Linked DNA regions of Macaca mulatta: all the other regions are linked to region 2. The links are chromatin contacts, called in public Hi-C maps. All regions are on one chromosome and are shown on one strand. The core of a region is the stretch at or near the end of the contact, and the rest is flanking DNA. Distances in the headings are between cores, read along the strand shown. Region 1 holds the start of LACTB (lactamase beta). Region 2 holds the start of APH1B (aph-1 homolog B, gamma-secretase subunit). Region 3 holds the start of USP3 (ubiquitin specific peptidase 3).

The links. A called contact is a pair of places that touch in the nucleus more often than the background predicts.
Region 1: a Hi-C map of liver shows a contact between it and region 2, with 4 times the contacts expected there. The contact joins the promoter of LACTB here to the promoter of APH1B in region 2. A contact is called at or near these places in 3 of 14 Hi-C or Micro-C datasets (CD4 T cells, blood and liver).
Region 3: a contact with region 2 is called in a Hi-C map of fetal cortical plate, with 1.9 times the contacts expected there. The contact joins the promoter of USP3 here to the promoter of APH1B in region 2. A contact is called at or near these places in 2 of 14 Hi-C or Micro-C datasets (fetal cortex germinal zone and fetal cortical plate).

Annotation. Positions count from the first base shown.
Region 1 is chr7:40,454,917-40,457,721 of T2T-MMU8v2.0, reverse strand. It overlaps LACTB (lactamase beta), which reads right to left and starts at 1,490. Exons shown (of 6, transcript XR_003731268.2): 1 at 1,059-1,490; 2 at 585-651.
Region 2 is chr7:40,609,637-40,612,844 of T2T-MMU8v2.0, reverse strand. APH1B (aph-1 homolog B, gamma-secretase subunit) reads right to left here and starts at 1,373. Exons shown (of 6, transcript XM_001105067.5): 1 at 1,242-1,373. The coding sequence starts at 1,354.
Region 3 is chr7:40,842,250-40,845,398 of T2T-MMU8v2.0, reverse strand. It overlaps USP3 (ubiquitin specific peptidase 3), which reads right to left and starts at 1,374. Exons shown (of 15, transcript NM_001266070.1): 1 at 1,167-1,374. The coding sequence starts at 1,257.

The DNA.
Region 1 (2,805 bases), core at 241-2,740, 160 kb after region 2:
CTACACAGTAGTCACCCCTTATCTGTGGTTTCGCTTTCCTCAGTTTTAGTTATCCATGGTCCGAAACTATTAAATGGAAAATTCCAGAAATAAACAATTCTTAAGTTTTAAATTGCATGCCACTCAGAGTATTGTTGTGACTGTTCTATTTTATTTTTATTGTTAACCTCTTACTATGACTGATTTATAAATTAAACTTTATCATATGTATATATATATGTAAGAGAAAATATAGAATATACAGGGTTCAATACCATCCACGTTTTCAGGCATCCACTGAGGGTCTTGGAATATATAAGGATAAGGAGGGACTACTGTACACAACTTTCAGACCAATAAATTCAGTCCTAAGAGAAAAGTGGGAGTGGATAGAAGCAAGCCATCTTTATGACTCCAATTTATTAGTCACATTTTAAGCCTTACTGTGATTTAAAGACACCTGATTCTTTATTATGTTAGATGTTTTCTCCACAATATGCATCGTTTTAAGTAAATGCAATAGCATTTCATGGGATCCACTCTAACCAGTAAAACAATATTTTATTTACCAACTGGCACAGAACAAAACAATTTTCTGAACCCACCTTCTGACCAGACTTCTTTTCCATCTACAGAAACTCCAACCACTATGCCCGGTGCTCCCACCTCATCCTAAGACCGAAGGGAAAGAACTGACAGTTAGAGGCCTGCTGAAAAAAGCCCAGATCACTCCTCGAAGACCTTCCAAGGCCCCGCCCCCAGAGCCTGGGCCCCGCCCCCTCCAGCCGGGCCCCGCCCACCTCGTCCCAGGCCATGCTCACTCACTCACAGCAAGCGAGGTGCCTGTCCGCCTCCTAGGGGGAAGGGGCGGTCCCCGAGACAGGCGGTGACCTCCGCCCAGATTTGGGGAACCCCCAAGAGCGTCTGACCATGGCTCGGCGGTGGGGAAATGGGAAGTCTTTCTCGGAAGCCGATCGCGGGCACCCCGCCGCCCCGGGTGGGGTCCACTCAGCCCCCGACAGCACCGCCGAGAGGGGTGGGTCCCCGGCCGCCTACGTCCCTCGCCCCAGTGGCCGCACCTTGATCCTGTGCAGCAGGTCGCGGCTGCTCTCGATGGCTCTGGCGAAGCCCCTGGAGTGGGGCGGCGCTGGGGTCTGCGGAGACCACGGGGCGAGGGACTGCGCCTGTGGCGGCTCGGCCAAAGGGGACGCCTCAGGGTCGGGGGCCGCGGGGGACTGCGCCGGGGCCGCGCCCCTCAGCCCACCCGCCAGCTTCACCCCGAGCGCCAGCCCCAGCCCCAGCCCGAGGCCCCCGACCCAGCCGTGGCCGAGCGGCGGCAGCCCGGCGCGCTGATGGACCCCGCGTCGTCCGCAGCTCGAGGCCAAGCCCCCGGGGGCGGCAGCCCGGACAGTCACTGCTGACAGGAGCCGGTACATGGCGTCTCTGTACAGCCGGCCGCCACCGAACTCACGCAGACCCGGCCGGCCGCGGCTCGGGGCGGAGGGAAGGACAGGGGGCGGGACGGGGGCGGGGACCGCGGTCAGACCCTAGCAGTCGACGCCTGACGACCCGAGCGCCGATCGCATCGAGCCCTTCCTCCTTTGCCTTTTCTTGTCTCTTCGTTGTTTTTCCTATCTTTCTGTCTCTCTTTCCTTTTTTTTCCTTTGCTTACCCTCAGATCAAGCGTCACCTCCAAGAAGCCTTCCTAGTTCCCGTCCCATGGGCGTTCTCGCCCTAACCATCTTGCCCCTCAGTGTGCACACTTCCTTAACAACAGTTAACACTTTGTATCATTTAACTACTTGTCAGATTCCTTACCAGACTGGGACTTCTTTGGGGAGCCTAGAAGAAGTTTTGGATCCTCAACTTCTGGAACAGCGCAGGGCACGCAGTAGACGCTCAGCAGGCGTCTCCTTTCCCTTTAGAGATGCTTTTCTCCTTTCCTTTCCCTTTCTCCTTTCCTCTTTTCTCTCTCTTGCCATCTCCCTTCTTTATGTCTCATTTCAGCTCCACCCATTTCCCTAAAGCTGTTTTAAAATCTATTGCTTCTGGAATTCTAGCTCCACACCACACCAAAGATATGAAGTTACAAACAGACCTTTTATTACCTTTCACTCTTGTTGTCCAGGCTGGAGTGCAATGGTGCCATCTCAGCTCACCGCAACCTCCACCTCCAAGGTTCAAGCAATTCTCCTGCCTCGTCCTCCCAAGTAGTACCTTATCTCTTTCTGCAGCGATTTCTTTAGAAGAAGGAATGTTCTTCTACAGCTTCTTCTCGCCACAAGTCCTGTCTTACTATATCTCAGTTTAGTGTATGCTATTAACCACATTAACAAGCTAAAAAAGAAAAATCACATGATCATATCAATTTATGTGAACGTATCAATCATTAGGCAAAACACATTCATGACCGAAAAAACTCTTGGAAAAACAGGAATAGAGAAAAACTTCTTCAACTTGATAAAGAACTTCTAACAAAAAAATCTGCTAACATTATGTTTAGTGGGAAAGACATACGAAGCAAGTATGTCCACTCTAATCATTCTTATTCAACAAGGTGCTAGAAATGATATCGAGTGCAATAAGGCAAGAAAGAAAATTAAAAGCACACAGATCAAAAAGAAAGAGATAAAATTGTCCTTATTTGCAGATGCCATGATTGCTTACATAAACAATTTTAAAGGAGCAGGCACGGTGGCTCATGCCTGTTAATCCCAGCACTTTGGGAGGCCGAGGCAGGCAGATTGCTTGAGGCTAGGAGTTTGAGACCAGCCTGGCCAACATGACAAAACCCTGTCTCTACTAAAAATACAAAAATTAGCTAGG
Region 2 (3,208 bases), core at 124-2,623:
TGGTGAGACAGACATGTCCAAGAGGAATGTTGAGGTTTCCCAACAATTACTCTTTTTTCAGTGACCCTGCTATTTGCAAGTACATTTGCAGACTCTATCTGCCAAGGGCTGTCTAGCTAGAAACTTGGTTATTTGTTATTCTTTCTAACCAATGCTCTGCCCACTGAAAAGCCAAAACAAGAAAATATACAACTGATTACTGCAATTTTCATATTCTAAAAACTTACAAGAAATTATGGATTTACTGGTCCGATATCTGCAAAGATAAGTATCTTTTCCAGAAAAATATCTACATCTCTATTAAAGTGATTGGTATAAAATTCAACTTGAAAACCTGTGTTCTGGTCTGGATCAGTATCCAAGCCCTCCAGGTCTTACAGCACCCCTGGGGATTCTAATGATTATAGCAAGCTTTACAGACCTTTCCCCAAGTCTCTATTGTTTTTTAAATGACACGCAACGAACCACTTTCGTTTGTGGGAGGTGAAGAAACGCAGAAAAGTGGGAATCACTGGCCTAGTGCGGTGCCAAGAGAGACTCATCAGGGGAGGGGGATGTGGTATGTGCAAGGAAGAGCCAGGTGATGACTGGGATGGGACAACACAGTCCGGTATTTATCAAGCTCCCACAAGGAGATGTACAGTCAGGTGCTTCGGTGTTTTTACAGGTTTCCAACCTTCGGCTGCACAACGGAACCATTCAAAAGGAGCTTTAAAAAAATTTTTTCTGAAGCCCGAATCCCATCCCCTAGACATTCTGATTCAACGGATCGGGGTGGGGGTGGGCATCGGCATGTTTTAAAGCACCTGGCCACAGGTGATTCTAATTGGCAGAGGTCGCGCACTACTATCCTAGACGCCAATGGTTCTTAACCCTTTGGGGATTACAGAAGCTTTTGAGAATCTGAGGGAAATTAGGGACTCCCTCTCCAGAAAATGAAGGATGCTGACGATGCATATATGAACTTATCCATAATTTTTTTATACAACTTTAGTGGCTTCACGGATCACTAAACCCTAGCCATGGGCCCCAGGCAAAAGGCCCTGACCCCCAGTGTGCGCTTCTTCCTAAGAGGGCGAGGCGCCTTTGGGGAGCGGGATCTCCGCTCTCCCCCTCTCAACCCTCCTCCCGTCCGAAACGCAACAAGGTCGAGCCGCGCGGTGGGGGCGCCGAGGGTCGCGGGTAACCCCGGCGGGGGAGGGGAGCCCCGGCGTCCGGGTTTCCCGACGCGACCGCCTCACCCAGCGATGAGGAAGATGACACGCAATGGATCGGTGGCGATGGTGAAGACATAGAGGGCGAGCGCAGGCCCGAAGGCAATGAAGGCGCAGCCGAAGAACACGGCCGCCGTCATGGCCACCGCGGAAACCGACCCGGGGGCCCGCTGGGTACGCAAGATGCTCCCGGCGCGGGCGGGGTTCGGTGGGTGGGGCTCGGGGTGGGGGGCTGAGCCGGACGCGGGGGGCGGGGCGGGGCTCGGGGGCGGACAGGGGACGGGGGCGGACAGGGGACGGGGGCGGGGCTGAGCGGGGCTCGGGGGCGGGGCACGTGGGGGCGGGGGCGGGGCACGTGGGTCGCGGGGCGAGGCGGGGCGTGGGGTTAAACGCTAGCGCCGTGGGGACAGGGCGGAGCGTGGGCTGAGGGTGCCGGGCGCAGGGGCGGGCTCAAGGCTGTGAGTGCGGACCCCCCCCGTTGGGCCCTCCGTCCTACCGGGTGTTCAGTAGCGCCAGGGCACGCCGCAGCTCCTGCTGCCGAAGCGGGCGTCCTTGGCGACGTTAGGGCCCGAACCATCGCCGCACCCCCGCAGATACACCCCGATCGGGTTCCAGTGCCGGCCGCGAGGTGGCTAAGAGAAAGGGAGCTCCCCAGCCCACCTTCGAGCCGCATGCACCGAGAACAGGCCGAGATTCCAAGTCAACTAAAGAGACTAAAGAAAAACGTAGCGCAGGCACAAGCAGGATTCCTTTTTAAATAGTGTTTGTTTGTTTGTTTGTTTGTTTAGCACGTTTGGATAGTTGCGGGAACTTCGTACTCCATCCTGTATAAAACCTAGGCTGGGATGGCAGTGACCCCGGCGATAACCCACAGATGGTAAAATGATGAAAGAGTGGTGGAAGAAGCTGCCCTCCTCAGGGCTGTTTTGGCCAAATGGTTTTTATTTTTTTCTCAAATCTTCAAAAAAGTTGTTTTTTCAGGCATTCTGTGACCACCCTACAAGCAATAGTAACATCTCCCTGCTCCGTCTTCTCACTGTCGTTCATTTCACTTGCTTATTTTTCTTCCCCGTTAAAATGCGAACTCCTGGGGGACAGGGAGTTTGCTTTGCTCTTTGTTGCTTCCTCAGCACCTAGAAGTTCACTAATATCTGTTCAGTAAGTGAAATAATTTAAAAAGTGGAAGTTATAAACACCTGTATTAATTTCTGAAAGGTTTAAAAATTAAAACGTAAGTTCTCTGATCATTCACATCCAAGTTAGATTTTTCTTTTATGTTGAATAAGAATAATGCTTCATCGGTTGTTTTGATCAATGTGCCTGACACAGGTAAGTGCTGTGTAAGTGTTAACCACTCCTACGTAATGCCCATCATGAATAAAGATTTTGGCAATCCACATTTTAAAAAACACCAGCAGACAGATGTTGGGACCTGACCGGTGTTTTGCAGCTCACCTCTCAAAATGGTCCTTAAAATAATACAACTGCAGGTATTTAATTCTTACAGAAAAACATTACCTTTGCCCGTTTAAAAGTCATATATATTTCCATTCACTCCCACAGAATACTTCTTCAGATTCCAGTGACTGTATTTTGAATGGTCGGATCCCAGCACACCTATCAAAACTCAGGCTGAGGCAACAGTTCAGAGTGATAGATCTGCTTTGTAAAGATACGGAAAATGAGATTCCAGACGGGAGGTCCTCAGCATAACGCAGGCATGAAATGGTAATGGCCGGAATCAGGGAATTAGCAGGACTCTGGAGGGAAGCAGACAAATTTAATAGAAGTTTAGGAATTGTACAAACAGAATTTAGTGACTAATGAGCTACACAGAGTGAGATGGGGGAAGAGTCAAGGATGAGGGCTTCTAGAGATTTCGGGCTTAAGTGGATGCTGTGGAGATAGGAGGAGAGAATATGGCAAAGTAGACAGATAATGGGTACCATTTTGTTATTTTGTTGTTGTTGTTTTGGAGACGGAGTCTAACTCTG
Region 3 (3,149 bases), core at 125-2,624, 230 kb before region 2:
TTCCAAGGACATAATCACTATTTAAGTAGTAAGCTGTCAAAAGTGCTAAGGCATTCTCTAAACTATCTTCCCAGCTCCGGCCCACAATGGAACATGTCACAGCTAAATCATACCATTGCCGTTTTTCTGTATTTCTTCAAATGAACTTAAGATTTTTGAAGTGCACAGTTCGAATTGTACACTATTAATATAACCCCAGATAGCAGTGATCATCTCAAGCTAATAAACAAAGACTAGCGGTGGCACCAGGGCCCTACCAGGAAGTAATCAAAGCCGTGTGGCCGGTGCGATCCTAAGAAGTCGCTTACAGCAGACAATGAGAGGGCACTGGGGCTTCCAAGGGGGCCAGCAGGAGGAGTTAAAACGCTTAAGTACTCAAAAGCCTTATATAAACCTAATAACTGTTTCACAACACAGGAACTCGGGAATCCCAACGCAATTTCGGACAACCCAAAAGGTCTGAAAAACAAACTCGAGCCGCCCCCTCCGAAGCAGCTGTTGGCTCAGCCTCCGAGCTTCTCAGCCCGCAGCCTGTTTTCAAACTTCACCCTTCCTGACAGATGAAAGACCCCGACCTCCGCCGCCCGAGCTCCGAGCGCCTCTCGGGGTTTCGAGGTGCCCGAGCCTGCGGAGAAGGGAAAGGAAACCCGGGCTGGGGTCGGCGGCGGAGAGGGGCCCCGCGCGCCCCGCAGCCCAGACAAAGCTGCGCCCGGAGAGCGGCGCTCTTCCCGTCCTGTCCGCGGAGGAGCGCGGTGCGAGCCCCGCCACACGTGCGGCCGCCCCTCGGGGGCCGGACACCCGCCCCACAGGCGACCCCGCGACACGGACGGGCACAGCCCCCGGCCACGGCAGGGCGGGGCAAGGGCGCGCGCAGCGGGCCAGGGTCCCCGCCCGCCGCTGCCCCCACGCGCTCGAGGCCTCCGCGGACTCCCGCCCCTCGCGGCCCTCTCCTTCGCTGGCCCGGCCGTCGGGCCTCGGGAAACAAAGGAGCCGCCGCCGCTCCCGCCCGCGCCCGCCTCATCGCATACCCTCCCCAGCCCGCCGGGCCCGGCTCGCCCTCGCCCCTCTCCGGGTCTGCGCGCCGGCCGCCTGCGGCCCCTAGACGGCAGGCCCGGCAGAGCCGGGGCCTCGGGTGCGCGGCGGGGCCGGCCCGTGGCCGCACTCACCGCTGCAGCACCAGGACGACGGGGAGCCGTTGGGGAACTTGGCTGCGTCCGGAGCGATGCAGACGCTGGAGCTCAGGTGTGGACACTCCATGGCCACGAGGAGGGCGGCTGGGAGGACCGCTGCTCCAGGACCCGGCGAGGTGGGGGCGGAGGAACTCCGGAGGCTCCGTCTGGGGTCGCTCCTAGCCGGGCGCTCGGCCGACGGCGGCTGCGTCTCGAGCCCTTGCGTCAAAGAAAGCACAGGCTTCCGGGCGCCGTGTTTTCTCGCCCGCCGTCTCCCGGCGGCCCGCTCCGTAGAACGTGTAACTCCGAGATCCGGGTTCTGCAGCCACCCCTAGACTGGAGGCTTCCGCCTTCCCAGGCCGGCCCCTCCCCGCCCCGCCCCTGGGCAAGCCCCGCCCCAGGGCCCGCCCCTGTCCACCCTGCGGGGTGGGGTCCCGGGGCGCTCCAGCTGGTGGCGCAGAGTCCGGCTGTGCTCCGAAGTGGCTTCCCTAGTCACGCCGCTTCCCCGGCCCCGGGAAGGGTGGGGCGCCGAGTAGGGCACCCCGGGCCGTCCGCGGCGTTTCCTGCGGTGGGCGGAGGAGACTGAACCTACGTGGTGCGGACCACTCCGTGGCTTCGTGGTAAAAATCCGGCAGCTCCAAGAACATTAAAACCTCTCGGGCAGACAGGCACTACGGCCCTCATTTTATACACGAAGAAACAAGCTGGGGAGGCCAAGGGCCTGGCCCCGGGGGAGGCGGGCAGCGGGTTTCATGGGTGCCAGGGCAGTCCAGACTTAGGGTTCGGCTCCTTGCGGCAGGTGCGATCCGTAGCCCTTTCTAGGTTCTGAACACGTGGTGTTAGCCAGCCACCTACATGCTGCGTGGCTGGGCCCACAGGGGCGCCCACAAACCCGCGTTCAAACCCTGTCACTGTGACTCACCATCTGCGTTACCTCCAGCACGTCGTAGGACTTACAAGCCTGGAAGTTCAAGTGAGATTAACGTAACCTGGGATTGCTGGGCAAGCTAAACTCCCCATTACCAGGCTAAGATAAGAAGGGAAGGGATCTAGCATTTGTTAGACACCTAAGGTCTCCCAGCCAGGCACTTCACATACCGCATTTAAGCCTCGTAACAGCCAACCAGCTGTTACCATTCCCTTTTTCCCGCGGGGGAAACCGAGTCTGTAACTTGTTAATCTGTATGGAGATTGGATCCCTGACCCTCTGACCTCTTTTTAGTAAGTGATTAGGGAAGAGGGCAAGCCTCAAGGGGCCCCTTGGGCTGGCATACCCTGGATGGAGCCTGCGATCTCACTGGGGCACTTGAGGACGTCCGGGGCTATTACAAATATTGCTTCCAAGTTGGGGCTCCTTGTAAAACCCGGCGAAGGAGCCTCGGGGCCAGAAGGCGAGCAGGGGGAGGGGGAAGACTGATGTGGCAATCCTGCGGCCACGGCGAGAGGAGGAAGGAAGGTCAGGAAATGATTAACCGGGCAGGGCAGTGGTTAGAGCCGGGCACCTCCCCGCAGTGCAGTCCTAGAGCAGCCAGGGACGCCCCGTCAGTCACTTTTCACTCCTCCCTACCTCCCACGCCACAAGTCGGCCTCTTCCGCATAGACCTCTGCCTAATGGTATCCACCCACGGGGGTGCGGCACCTCTGCTCATCCTTTCCCGAGAAGTATTTCTGATTCCTCAAAGATCTGCCCTTTTCCAAGTGGTATTTGATTGCTGTTAGAGCAAGCCTCGGCCTAGGATTTTTATGGCAGTGAGGCATTGTGGAAAGTGCGTCTGCCTAGGAAGGCAGGCCGGCACGGGTTCAAATCTTAGCTCTGCTGCCTACTTGACGGCCAGGCTTAGCAAGTGTCTCTAGCCGTTCCAAGCCTTTTCTAGATCTGTAAAACTGGAAGAAGAATACTTGTCTCGCAAGGAACGTGGGAATTCATGACAATTGCCACCCCATACTAGGTGGCCAATAACTTATAACTTTGTATTTGTT